2 separate regions of the Sus scrofa genome follow, and region 1 is linked to region 2. A link is a contact called in public HiChIP or PLAC-seq data. All regions are on one chromosome and are shown on one strand. Each heading gives the region's core, a stretch centred on a gene start, on an enhancer-like site or on the middle of the called end of the contact. The rest is flanking DNA. Distances are from core to core; before and after follow the strand shown.

What was found. HiChIP or PLAC-seq counts read pairs in DNA pulled down with a chosen protein or histone mark.
Region 1: a contact with region 2 is called in an H3K27ac HiChIP or PLAC-seq map of skeletal muscle. The contact joins the promoter of CSF3 here to the promoter of THRA in region 2. A contact is called at or near these places in 2 of 2 datasets of contacts at active chromatin or transcription factors (alveolar macrophages and skeletal muscle).

The regions. Positions count from the first base shown.
Region 1 is chr12:22,332,591-22,339,715 of Sscrofa11.1, forward strand. CSF3 (colony stimulating factor 3 (granulocyte)) reads right to left here and starts at 3,359. Exons shown (of 5, transcript NM_213842.1): 1 at 3,208-3,359; 2 at 2,928-3,082; 3 at 2,440-2,547; 4 at 2,207-2,353; 5 at 1,339-1,856. The coding sequence starts at 3,220. The coding sequence ends at 1,692.
Region 2 is chr12:22,280,817-22,287,615 of Sscrofa11.1, forward strand. It overlaps THRA (thyroid hormone receptor, alpha), which reads right to left and starts at 4,344. Exons shown (of 8, transcript NM_214190.1): 1 at 4,156-4,344; 2 at 1,713-1,780; 3 at 1,063-1,163. The coding sequence starts at 4,208.

The DNA.
Region 1 (7,125 bases), core at 2,109-4,608, 51 kb after region 2:
CCCAACAGGGCGGGGGGACCCTGAGCTGCTGCAGACCCTGCCTCGGCGGAGCCAGGTGGGGAAGGGAAGTGGAGGATGGGGGAGATCTTGGGAGGGGGTCTGGGGACACATGGGTTGTCTGGATGTCTCCTGGGTCTGGTGGGGGCACCCAGGAAGCACACGTGCGTCTCCCACTGAAGGCACAGAAAGCCTTGCCTGGACCCTGTGCTGTGCAGCGGCCACTCCGGTCTCCCTGGATGGGGGCTCAGGCCTCTTCAGCCCATGAGGCCCGAGAAGGGCAGGAAGGTGGCAGGCTCCCTGCCAGATGGGAGGCAGAGCTGGACGAAGGGAGGGACATGCAGAGCCTAGAACTTGGGGTCTGACCCACGCTGTCACTTTGACCTCAGCTTCCTAATCCGCAAAAGGCCCCTCGCAAGTTTATCTTTGTGGGCAGCCAGGAGCGTGGATGGGAGGTGGTTTATGAGAGGTGGTCGCCTGACAAAGCCCCGTGCAGACGGCAAATCCTCCCCCGCTTCGGGCCAGCGTCCATCTGTGTCTGGACTCGGGCCCTCCTGGCCCCCGCCCCCACTCTCTCCTCTCCTGGTACCGGTGACCCGTCTGCCTTCTGTCCTCCCCACTAGGCTGTGGCTGCATGAGGGCAGGGACCACGCCTGCCTGTTCCCTGCCACGCACCCAGTGTCTGCACCCCCTCTGCACCCAGTAGGTGCGCAATGAAGACCTGCCCGTGGAATGACTGCCCAGGCGGCCTCCCCGCACCCCCTCTTCCCCCACCCCGCCCCGGCCTCGCCCGCCATCCAGCTCCTGCCCGCACCCCCTGGCCAGGCCCCAGCTGGACTCAAGAAGGAGGAAGGACATTTACTGAGACAAACACTTTATTATCGTGAAGTTTGGCTCCAGCGAGAAAGTGGGGGCAGAGGCGGAAGGTGAACAGCCGAGCGTCCCTCTCACACCCCTCGGCGGCTCTTCCCTCCCACCGTCCCAGTCCCGTCCAGCAAGGCAGAGACATGACCCATGACCGTCTGCCCGGCCCTAAAGGGAGTCCGGATCCCGACCCCGGCAGGGTGGGGCGGTGTTATGAGCCTGATGGTGTCTATAGCGCGTCCAGAAAAACAAGAGGCGGCGCTGATGCCTGGGCTCCCCACACGAGGGGTCAAAACGTTCAGAAAGAAAAAATCTTAAGAAGGAGAATGAGATTCCCCAGGGTCAAGTGTCCCAGTCCGTCCCAGCTCCAGCTGCCTCTGCCAGGAAGCCCATCGCGAAGGGGGCGAAGGGGGCGCGGGGAGGCAGCAGGGGCCAAGAGGAAGGGGTACTAGGACCCAGTCGGGGAACACTGCTGTTTAAATATTAAACAGGGCTGTCTTGTCTCCCACGTGGGAGACTTCCCAATGCTTCCAAGGCCCCAGGTGGGCACCCTTAGGGTAGGGGTTCACTCAGTGCCCACCGCGGAGCCAGGCAGGGAGCAGTCACCGGATGTAATACTTGGTATTTACCAACTACCTCCCAGTCCAGGGGACGGGAAGATGGGCATTTTTCTCCCTGCTACAGGCGGGAGAATGAAACTTGGAGGAGAAGGGAAGGACCCAGGAGACTGGGACTCCTTTCTGTCCCCCCCCCCCCGGGCTTTAAATATGAGGTTTAAATAGGCATAAATATTAAATAGAGATAAATACACTGGAAGGGGAGGGCTCTGCTCAGGGCTCGGCGAGGTAGCGCAGGACACGGTACGCCAGCTCCAGGAAGCTCTGCAGCTGGGAGACAACCAGGACCCCTCCTGCCCGGCGCTGGAAGGCCGAGGTGAAGGTCGGCACGGTGCCCTGGGTGGGAAGCGAGGCCGGGGCCATCCTCAGGTCTTCCATCTGTGGGGGAAGATGAGAGCAGCCGTCAGACCCTGCCGAGTGGGCATTACCACTGCGAGAAGGAAGGGCTGGTGGGCCGTGGAAGGTCAGGGTTAGTGGTGAAGCCAGGACCAGAACCCAGGACTGTTTCAAGGTCCTGTGAACTGATTCACACCCCCAACTAGGGGAAATGGGGGAGGGTCCTGGGATGGGCTGGTAGCTCCATACCTCCAACGCCCCCTGCCCCTCCCAGCCCTGCAAGGCTCCTGCCCCAGCCCTAAAGAACCCCGGGATCCCCGGGCTGGCAGCACGGCCTTTGAAGACCATCTGGGTCCAGGCCCCCAATGCTTGCTGCTCCCAGAGAGACTCACCTGCAGCCAGATGTTGGTGGCTAAGTCGGTGACATCCAGCTGCAGTATGTCCAGGGCGGGGGCCAGCTCTGGGGAGATGCCCGCCAGGGCCTGCAGGAGGCCCTGGTAGAGGACGAGGCCGCCATGCAGTTGGTTCAGGCAGCCAGTCTGGGGGGATGGGGAGGAGTCAGGGGGTGTTCCTTCCAGATCACCTTTCCTACCCCCTCACCTCCCTTCTCCCCTCCGGAACTCACCAGCTGCAGGGCCTGGCTGGAGCAGCTGCTCAGGGAAGCCTGGGGGAGGCCCAGAGAGTGCCCGAGCAGCACCAGCTCCTGGGGGTGGCACAGCTTGTGGGTGGCACACTGGGGGCGGGAAGGATGCCGAGTGAGGGGGGCTGACAGGGCTGGGCTGTCCTCCCTTCCGAGCGCCCCCATCTCTCTGAGGTCTTTTCCTCCTTCCACCTCCCACCAGGCTTCTTGCTCCCCTTCCTCCGTCCACTCCGCAGCCAGCCCCTCCCAGCACTGTCCCCAAGAAGTTCTCCCCCGCCCCCAGCTCTGTGCCAGTGCCCAGGGCTCCACCTCTCCTTGCCAGTCCATTACCCCCAGTCTCTCCTCTCCCAATCTGGAGGCATTCTTTCCCAAGGGTCCCTTCGCCTCCTTCTCCCCCAACCTCTCCTCTGTGCCCCCTCCTGCAGCACCTCTGTCCCCTCCCTGACCCTCCGCTGCCGGCCTCCCTCACTCACCAGCCTCTCCTGCAGCTCGGCGCCATCAGCCTGGATTTTCCTCACTTGCTCTAAGCACTTGAGCAGGAAGCTCTGGGGCAGGGAGCTGGCAGGGCTGAGAGGGGCGGCTTCGGGCACCATCCAGAGTGCAATGTGCCAGAGCAGCAGCTGCAGGGCTGGGAGCAGACAGGGGCTCAGGGAACGTGCCGTCCACTCCACCTGAGTCCCTTTCCAGGATCCTAGGGACCCCCAGTCCTCTGCCCCTCTGCCCCTCCCCACGTCCAGGGCCCCGGACACTCACCCATCAGCTTCATGGGGCTCTGGGCAGCAGGCTCAGCCGAGGGTCTGGGTGGGTCTGTAGGTTCTGGGTTCTGTCAGGGACCAGATCTGGGGGCCTTTATACATAAGCCCATGGAGGCCTGGGAGGAAATTACCTGGTGCCGCGACTAAGGCTTAGTAATAACTTCCCAAGACTTATGCAAATTTGTTGTCCAGGACAATGCAGGGCGGTTGGGGCAAAACAAAAAAAAAAAACTGTTTGCGAAAGTTTTGTGAAATTGTGGAATCTCTGATTCTTCTTTGACGTCTGGTCCCCCTCGGACTCCCTTCCTCCCCTAGCCCCACCCAGGCCTGCATTGCCCCAGGGTGTTTGAACCGCTAAACAAAAGCTGAGCCAGTGATAGAGGCCTTGGGGGCTGGAGTAAGGTCAGAACTCAGGGCAGAGGCAGGCCTCCCTCCCTCCCCGGCACATGTCCCCATGAAGCCCCCTTTGCCACTCTCTCTTGGGATTCTCAAGCCACCTGCTCCCTCAGCCCCAGCTCTGAGAAGGAAGAAGCTAGGTGCTCCCGTTTCTATCCCCCAAATTCCCAGGCACCTGCCTCCCTGAGTGCCCTTCGGAGGGGCTGGAGCCTGAGATAAGGACATGGGGGTCTTGCCTCCTGTCCCCAGCCCACACTGTGATAGGCACCATCCCAGGTTCCTGTTCTGAACTGGGTAGCTGGGAACTCCCCAATCCCCCCCATGACTCATTCCTTTAAGCCCCCGGAATCCTGGCAGAGACTGGAGGAAACCGGATGACTGTCCTGATGAAGCAAGACCCTTCGAGCCTCTTAGTTCACCTGACCTTGCCCTTCCTCCTCCTCCCCCCGCACTACCCCTCCCCCGACAATGTCCTAGTGCTTTGGGGCTTGAGGATCTGGGATATGGGGCTTCCCTGGCCAGGTTCACTGCCAGCCAGAGTATGGGTGCTGTCCTGAGCAGAGAAGGGTGAGAAAGAAGAAAGTGCCTGGCTTCAAACTGGAGAACCATGCACTGTGAGCGCTGGAAGGGACTTTGGAGTTCGTTCCAACCCTGTGAACTGGGCCAGTGAGGGCAGAGCCTTGCCCAAGGTCATGGGCAGCAGAGTCAGAGTTATAACCTGGACCTCTGCCTGGCGCCTGAGAGTTTTCCACAGGCCATGGGGCCTACCTGGGGAAGTCTGACCAACTGCACTCAAGGCTGTCACTTTCTGTCCCAATTTACCCTACAAGGTGCCAGAACAGTGAGCCTTTGGATGAGGAGTGGGTGTGTCTGACTGGGCCAGGCCATCTCTGCGGAGACGGGGCCCCCTGGTGGCCACAACGGGAAGGGACGTCACCGGCTAATCCAGTCATTTCTTGCCTCTGGTCCCCTGGCCTGCAGGGTGGCCTTGGCCCCCAACAACACCTTAGGTTAGGCAACTGGCTACCAGGCCCCGACTGAGCCCATCCCTGGGCCCAGCTCCATGGGAATATAGGGGCGGGTTTAACAGAACCGTGAGGGGCCTCCTCTCCCTCCCAAGAACCTCCAGAGGACAACCCTGCTCCAGACATTATATCAGGCACACTCTATACACTGGCAGATGCACTCCTTTCAAAAAACCTATGAGGAGGGTACCAGAGCCATCCCCCTCTTTTTTTGGCCATGTCTGTGCCATGGGGAAGTTCCTGGACCAGGGATCGAACCCACCACTACAGCAGCGATCTGAGCCACAGCAGTGACAACACTGATTTTTTGTTTGTTTGTTTTGGGGGCTGCACCTGAGGCATACGGAAGTTCCAAGGTTAGCGGCTGAATCAGAGCTGTAGCTGCCGGCCTACACCAGTCACAGCAACACTGGATCCCAGCTGTGTCTGCGACCTACACCACAGCTCACAGCAACGCTGGATCCTTAATCCACTGAACAAGGCCAGGGATTGAACCCTCATCCTCATGGATACTAGTTGGATTTGTTTCCACTGAGCTACAGCAGGAACTCCTGACAACGCTGATCTTTAACCCTCTAGGCCATCAGGGAACTCCCCCATTTCTGCTTTTATAGAAGACGAACCTGACCTTGGGGAGGTTAAGCAACTTGCCCAAATAGCAGAGCCACGGTCTGCCTTGTCTTCAACTCTGGGTCAGATCAGAGCTGCAGTTCTCAGCCTACACCACAGCCACGGGAACAGTGGCTCCAAGCCGCATCTGTCAACTACTCTGTAGCTCGCAGCAATGCCAGATCCTTAACCCCTGAGTGAAGCCAGGGATCGAACCCACATCCTCACAAAGACAATGTTGGGTCCTTAACCCACTGACTGAGCCACATCAAGAACACTGAGTCTTAAGCTCTTAACCACTGAATCTAGTAACCCACGACCATGCCAGGTCTACGCTGCAACTTTTTTTTTTTTGTCTTTTCTAGGGCCACACCTGTGCCATATGGAAGTTCCCAGGCTAGGGGTCTAATCGGAGCTGTAGCCGCTAGCCTATGCCAGAGCCACAGCAACACGGGATCCGAGTCACATCTGCAACCCACACCACAGCTCACGGCAACGCCGGATCCTTCACCCACTGAGCAAGGCCAGGGATCGAACCCGCCACCTCATGGTTCCCAGTCAGATTTGTTAACCACTGCACCACAACGGGAACTCCTACACCACAACTTTTAATTTACACCTACAGTTCAAGTGTGTCAGATATTTGGCTTGAAAAAATGCTAATTCTAACAAGGGTGGCCGGCACAGGGAAAGGACTCGAGACCATGATTTGAAGAAAACAGGCTGTTTTGTCTGAGAAACAAGAAGGGGGTTGTTGTGTGGTCTCAAGGACTACAGGTGGGACAGGGAGTGGAAGTCAGGGCTCCTGGTTTACAGCTCGAGGAAGGAGCTTTTTCCTTTTTCTGCTTTTTGCTTTTTAGGGCCGCACCCATGGCCTATGGAAGTTCCCAGGCTAGGGGTCTAATCGGAGCTGCAGCTGCCGGCCTGCACCACAGCCACAGCAACACTAGATCCGAGCCATGTCTGTGACTTACACCACAGCTCACGGCAAAGCCAGATCCTTAACCTACTAAGCAAGGCCAGGGATCAAACCCACATCCTCATGGATCCTAGTTGGTTACCACCGAGTCACTATGCGAACTCCCTAGGAAGGAACTGTCTAATAGCTGCTTCTAGAAGAAGTGAACTGTCTGACCCAGGAAGGGTCCTGGCCGCCATCCCACAGGGAGAAAATCCGAATGTTGGCTGGCAATTATGGGGTGCCTCTTCCATGCCAGGCACCTTCATTACACTTTTGTCATTTCATCCTATCAACCCAGTGTGGAGCATTCCCATTACAGACAAGGGATGGCCTCAGAGGAGCAAACAGCCCAAGATCACGGAACGAGTCGTGGTGGAGCCAGGCAGGATTTGGAGTTAGGCCACCCAAGCCCCCATTGTTGCCATTACACTCTCTTCCTGCTCACAGAGCTGTCCTTCTTGGATGATGGCTCAATCCAGACTTCAGCCCCACCCATGGGAGAATAAAGACCAAGAGTTCCTGTCGTGGCTCAGTGGTAACCAACCCAACTAGCATCCATGAGGACTCGGGTTTGATCCCGGGCCTCACTCAGTGGGTTAAATATCCAGCGTTGCCATGAGCTGTGGCGTGGGTCGAAGACGTGGCTCGGATCTTGCGTGGCTGTGGCTATGGCTGGCAGCTGCAGCTCTGATTTGACCCCAGCCTGGGAACTTTCATATGCCTTGAGTGTGGCCCTAAAAACAAAACAAAACAAAACAAACAAACAAAAAAATCAGGCAGAGAGAAAGCACAGGTCATTAGTCCTGACACATGTGGGCTGACTTCACCAAAATGATCTCCTGGCAAAGGGCCTGGCTCCAGAGACCCCTAGCTGTTATCCATCCTTCCAGCTTCCTAAAGGCTTTCCCAGGTATTTTCCAATAGC
Region 2 (6,799 bases), core at 3,094-5,593:
TTCCCCAGCTAGGGGTCTAATTGGAACTGTAGCCACCGGCCTTCGCCAGAGCCACAGCAACACGGGATCCGAGCTGCATCTACAGCCTACACCACAGCTCAAGGCAACGCCGGATCCCCAACCCACTGAGCGAGGCCAGGGAGCGAACCCGCAGCCTCATGGTTCCTAGTCGGATTCGTTAGCCACTGAGCCACGACAGGAACTCCATAGTCTGAAATCTTTTTGCTTCTTGAAAGGTCTCACATTTTCAGGAGGTAAGGCTCCTAGAAAAACCACGCGGGTTGAAATGTCCAAAGAGAGCTCCATAGTCTGTGACCTTGTCCACCCAAGGTCTATGCCCTTGACCTCTCTGCCCAGGGAGACTCTGCCATCCTCTCTTCTGGGCTCCATCACGCCCCCCACCCCCCAGCCTCAGCACTGGTCTTCACCCTTTCAGGATCAGCAGAAGCAACTGGGAGCCTGTTCCAAGGCAGATTCCTGGGCTCCACCACAAAAGATTCTGACTGAATGGGGCTGGCATGAGGCCTGGGGATCTACAATGAACAGGTACCGCAGGTGGTCCAGGAACTACATTTTGTAAAAGACTGATGTGGCTTTCAACGGATGTCTGTCTCTCTCTGGCAGGCTGTGAGCAGTCTGAGGGCAGGGCATATACGACTCTTCTCACACTCACACATGGGGTGGATGAATGAAAGCTGACATTGATTGAGTGCCTCCTATGTGCTTGGCACTGTTTTAAATACTCTACGTGCGCGATCTCATTTAATTCTCCCAACAGCTCTGTGAGGTAGGTAGTATGATGAACCCCACTTCACAGATGAAGAAACTGAGGCGCAAAGAGATTAGGCATCTTACCCATGAGTAACAGAGCAGGGATGGTCAATGGATGAATGAAGGAATGAATGAATGAATAAGAGAAGAGGAATGATGCTCTAACAGGTAGGCTTTAGGTTACATGTTTATAGAGCTGTCTCTGGTGCCAGGTGCTGAGGGACTGAAAGGGAACGAGATGGGGGGGGGGCTCAGGTGGTGGGAGAGGGGCAGGAGCTGGCTGGTCCATACCTTGCAGCCCTCACAAGTGATGCAGCGGTAGTGATAACCGGTTGCCTTGTCCCCACACACGACACACTGCTCGTCTTTGTCCAGGTAACTAGGGATATACCCTGGGAGGGAGGAAGGGAGGCAGGCAGGCAGGCATGGCTTGGGCCCCAGCAAAGAGGCTCCTACGCTTTCTCCATCCCCCAGCTTTTCCTTCCTGGCCCATCCCCTGGCCCAGCTTCCCTGAAGGGTTCTTGGCCTCCAGGTAGAATCCTGGAGACACACGAGAGGTCATCTCGTCCAGCCCCTTCCCTAAAGATAACCAGAATCCCAGTTCTTCCGACTGCCCAGTTAGGGCTTTTCTCTTGCTGCATCCAAGGGGCAGGGGATATGGGAGAAGGAGCAGCCCCCGCCAGCAGCAGCTGGCCTCAGGGACCTCAGGCAAGAGGGTTACGTGAGAAGGGAAGAGGCCCTTCCTGACCAAACCCATCCTCAAAGGGCGAGGCGCGCCTCGCATCTCCCCTCTCATCCCAGACACATCCTTCCCAAGCTCTCTCAGAGGCTCTTCCCACGGGACACAGGAATTGCGGGTGCACGCCCAGGCCCCGGAAGAGCCCTGGCCTGGTTTGCTGGGGTTCAGGGTGGGGAGGAAGAGCACACGCAGCCAGGCTCACCTGACATGCTGGTTTTCAGGGAACATTGGCCGTTCTTTCTTTTTCGCTTTCCATCTGGTGACCTGGCACTGGATGGGGGCAAAGTGGGCAGAATCAGAGAGCAGTCCTTGGGCAGCCCCCTTCTCATTCAACAGGCTGAGGTCTTCCCCCAGGCCCGACTCCCTCCAGCTCGGGTCCTCGTTCTACCTCCCACCCCCAGGTCAGCTGACAAAACTGGAAAAGGTCTGGCTATCTAGAAGCTTTGGGTGAGAGATAAGGGGCTCGGCTGGGGCACAAGCATGATCTAGGGCCCCCACCTATATACACACATGAGCACGCGCTACAGGACCTTCGGCGCCCATCGTCTCTAAGATAGCCACCTATTTAAGCTTTCAGTACATGACACACAAGCAGAAAGAATCTTCAGGACGGGCTTAAAGCGATGCAAGCTTTCGAATACACACGTACATCTGCACCGTAAGACTAGCGCATATGAAGAGCTACGCCGCCTGCCGTTTAAACCCAAGCACAGTTAAATAAGCAGCAGGCTCTACCATCTCTATCTATGCGACTTTCAGGGCTTTCTCAAATGTGTTATATGACCTCTAGGGTATGCCCACGTGTTACACAACCCTCCGGACAGGCACCTAATAATACCATGCCCCTCCCCCCGCCAGTGAACATGTCGCTTGATTTTCAGGTCACAGCCACAGTGGCCCACTAGAACCTAAACCAAGTATAATATGGGAAAAGGAGGGGACTTCCACGGCCACTCTGTCCACGGCCTCCATTTAACAGAGCAGTAAACCCAGGCCCCACTGGTGCCTGGTGACACTGTGTGCTAGAGTCAGAGCCGCGACAAGGACCCCAAGCCTCGCCAAATAAGGAGTTAGCAACCCCCCAGCCCCTGCACACATATGTCGCCAGCCTCCCCACATACGTGTTACATAACCTTGGCACACACAGGTTACATAAGCCTTCTACATGCACACACGGATTGTATAACCTCCCGCCCCCACCCTGTGTGTGGCATGTTGCAGGGCCCTACCCCCGACTCCCCAGCCTGATGCAGCTCCCAGCACACTGACACAGTGACCTTGGCCAGGGTCACAGTCACAGGGAGCTCTGTGCTCTACATCCCCTGGGGATTACCCGGTCTGGTTTCTACACCGGTTGGAGAATCACATCTCCCCCTCCTGCCTCCGGAGGGGGGTGGGTGTAGGGGACCTCCCCCAGCCCAGTTGAGCTGCGGGTCTTTAGCAATTAGCTAGACGCAAAGCCTCTGGGTGCAGTCCCAGAGACAGCCACAAGGTGGCGCGGGGACATGGGGGAGGGGAGGCTGACGGGGAGGGGCTGCAGTCCTGGGGGACAGGAACTAAGCATTCCCGCCTTTCTCTGAATTAGGAGCCGACCCTCCCAGACCCATGGAAGTGTGGGCGGGAAAGAACAGGGGCTGCAAGTGACAGCTTCACGATGACAGGCCAAATCTTTTTTCAGAGCCCCCCTGGGGTGAGGCTTGGGGAGGGGGGGATACCCCCATTGCCCTACCCAACTGCCAGCCCCATCCACTTCCTCCACCCCTCCAGGGACCCAATCTTGGGCCCCAGGGCTTTGCCTGGCCAGGCCTCCGGCCTCCTGGCTCAGGATCTGGTCTCCTAGGCAACGGCCACACTGCTCCCCAGAGCACCCCTCCCCCACCCTCTCCCTGGCCATAGGCACAGGCTGTACCCAGCTCCCAAGGCACCACGCCAACTGAGACCGAGCTCTGTGCCACTTGGAACTGATGGGAGAGGCAGAGACCCTCTGGACGCCCGAAGCGCAATGCGGATCATAGGGAACCCATCCCCAGCTGTGTGTGCAGGGCTGATGCTTCCTCCACGTGGGAGCAAATCTTCAGAGCTGGCATTCACTTCCACTTCCTGGGAGGAGCCCCATGGCATTGCCCGCCCTTGCCCATGAACAAGGAAGAGCTTGTGAGGCTCCCAATATGTTCCAAATATAAGCGTGAGTTGTGATCAACAGTTACTGGTGCATGGTGCCCTGAAATGCCATGTCACACGCACCATGGCTTCTGGACCTCACACTAGTGGTCAGACGTGAAGAGGCTGGGAGGGAGAGGAGGAAAATGGCCAGGCTGTTTGGATTCCACATGCTCAGGTGAGGGTGGCTGAGGGGAAGCTGGGGGGCATTGGAGACTCCGAGCACTGACAAGGGAGGGGCCGCATGCCTGCTGCCTGTAATTACTCTGTGCTGCACGCCCTCCCCCTTTCAAAACGGGCATCTCTCCCTCCAGGTGCCTAATTCCCAGCCACATGGGAACATGACCTCATCTCCTGGGCAAAGGTAGGCAGCAGGCTTGCCGGCCTCAGGCCCATCCCCCCAGGGGTGCTAAAAGGCCCAAGCTCAGTGCTCTCTGGCCCAGCCCAGCGACTGCTGCACGACACCTAGTTGCCGGACCCATTACCTGTTCTCCTCTGGGTCTGACCCACACTCCACCTTGCTTGGCTTCTGTTCCATTCACTTCAATTCCATCCAGGATGCCCTCCAGCACGCCAAGAGACTGGGGTGGGCACACTGGCCCCCCCGGCACACCCACAGGCCACCCACCCCCCGCCACCCAGGCCCTAGGGCACAGCACCCATGGTGCCCGCCTCAGCACTTGGCCTTTCACACCATGCCCTGCACCCCAAGGGGGGAGCGGGCGGTGAGAAGGGGGCCAGGGAGTGGCAGGTGGTAGGGCTGGGGGGCAAGCTGAGTCTGTGGGGGGGGTCCTGGGCTGGGGGAGTAGCTTCGGAATCTTGTCCTGTCCGGAGGTCCCTGCAGAGAGAGGAGAGAGGCAGGGATAAGGCGGCGCCGTGGTGGGAGGAGGTGAATAGGATTCCTTCGGCGCCAACATTTTGGGCTCTTGGGGCTTATCACGAGATGGTGGTAGGCATGGAGGGAGGGCAGGCATCGGGAGAGGACCGGGAAGCCCTTCGGCTCGACAGACAGCAGGCAAGGCTGGAGATTCACATCCCGGTCCCCAGACATGGAAAGGGATGGAGGGAAAGAATGAGGTAATCCACGTAGCACGTCTCAAGCCTCACAGTCAAGCAAGGGCCTGGCCCCTTCATACGCGTCTATTACACATCAGCCCTTGTTACCACCCCTCAGCCAAGGTGTCGTTAGTATCACAGGGAAAGAAGTGACCAGAGATGGAGTTCCCTCCGTGGCTCAGCAGTTAACGATCCCGGCTGGGATCCATGAGGAGGCGGGTTCGATCCCTGGCCTCACTCAGTGGGTTAAGGACCCGGTGTTGCCGTGAGCTGTGGTGCAGGTCGCAGACGCGGCTCAGATCCCGTGTTGCCGTGGCTCTGGTGGAGGCCGGCAGCTGGAGCTCCGATTGGACCCCTCGCCTGGGAACCTCCATGTGCTGAGAGTGTGGCCCTTAAAAAAAAAAAGAAGAAGAAGAAGTGACCAGAGATGAGCAGCTTTCATTCAGCCCAGGCATGGGGGGGGTCCCGGTGAAGGAAGTGTGAGCGCCCACCTGAGGGCCTCAATGGAGAGGGATGCTGAAAAGAGCAGCCAGCCGACCTCCCCTGCTGCTGGCCGACTTAGGCCTCTCCAACCCCGGCCCCCCAAGGAGCTTCCCATACAAGGTCCCAAGTCACACTTCCCAGTCTGAGGACCAGACTTCCCAGTTGGTTTAGCTGAGCTGCCACCCACTGGGATGGACAGGGAGGGCGAGAGGAAACCAACAGGCATTAAGGGAATAGAGAGTATATGTCCACCCAGGTGGGCATCAGAACTTCGCAGGTGAGAAAAAGAAGCCTCGGAAAGCTTGCCCGTTCACTCAAGTTCACACAGCTTGCAAACAGCCTGCCGCCAATGCTAGCTTTGTTCTGCCAGCTGGGGTCCAGGGCACCGCCCACCTGGGCCGACCATTCCCTCCAGGTTTGCACCTCTGACCCTAGGCTACACACCTGAGGCTCGGTGACTGCCCACCCAGGCAGGTGTGGGCACGTGAGAGGGGCCAAGAGGCGCAGCTCCCCACACACAACCTCCCTCCTGTGGCTGCTTCCCCAGAGACCTTGCCCCGGGGGCCCCCAGGCCCCACCCCCAGGAACTGATAAGGAGCCAGGATGGGAGGGGAAAGGAGAGATAAGCCAGGCCATTGGGCAGGGCCGGCGGGAGCGGGAGCGGGACAGGGCCTCTGCGCTCAGGCCAGCCCCCCGCCTGGGGAGCCCGGCAAGAGTGCAGAAGCGTGGTCCATTCTGCCTTTGATCCTCGCACCGACCAGGACCGGGCACTGGGGGCCGGACAGGAGACACTGGTGGGGGGGGGGTGTGCGAGCGGGGAGCCTAAGCCCAGGGAGCCGTCAAGAAAGTAGGTCAAGTTTTTCTTGGCTTGTGGAGAAATTCCTGTTATAAATTTATAATGGCGTAGCCAGCCCTGAGGGGTGGAGGTGGGGGAGACAGAATGGGTGGGGATGCCCAGGGCCTGGGCACCGGGGCCGGGCCGGGCTGCTCTCGGCCAGAGCAGTGAGGGGTAGGGGGGCCCTGGGGCTGTCGCGGGGGTGGGGCTGGACAACAGAAGACTATTTTCTGTCGCCTCTGTTTCCCCTTCGCTCTTCGTTGTTGCCCCGGGAGGCTGCCTTTGGTCAGGTCCTTCTGCATCTGAATGTCTCTCTCTCTCTCCCCCTCGGGTCTGGGTGTCTCCCCCCAGCCCCAAGGCTGTGCCTCAGTGCTTAGCACACCCTGGCTGTGGTGCTGCCCCCGCCTGTCTCCTGCCCACCTGGCATGCTGCCACCACTTGTTTACAGAAGCTGGAAAAATCCACTCGCCAGCCTGAGGCCCCAGCGCCCCCGGGGAGGGGAGGAGGCAGGCACAGGAGTGGGCATGCTGAGAGGGGCAGCCCTGCGGAGCGGGCCCTGGGGGCAGGCGAAGTGGGCCAGGCTGTGGGGAATGGGTGTCAGCAGTGGCTGGCGGGCCTGGGCCAGGCAGGGAACACCAGCGGCCCCCCGCAGGGCCTGGGCAGCTCCTGCTCCAGGCCAGAGCTCTGGAGGACCCCCTCCCCCCTCCCTCCTGCCACTGCCAGTTGCTACAGGGCACACCTGGGGCAGTGCCAAC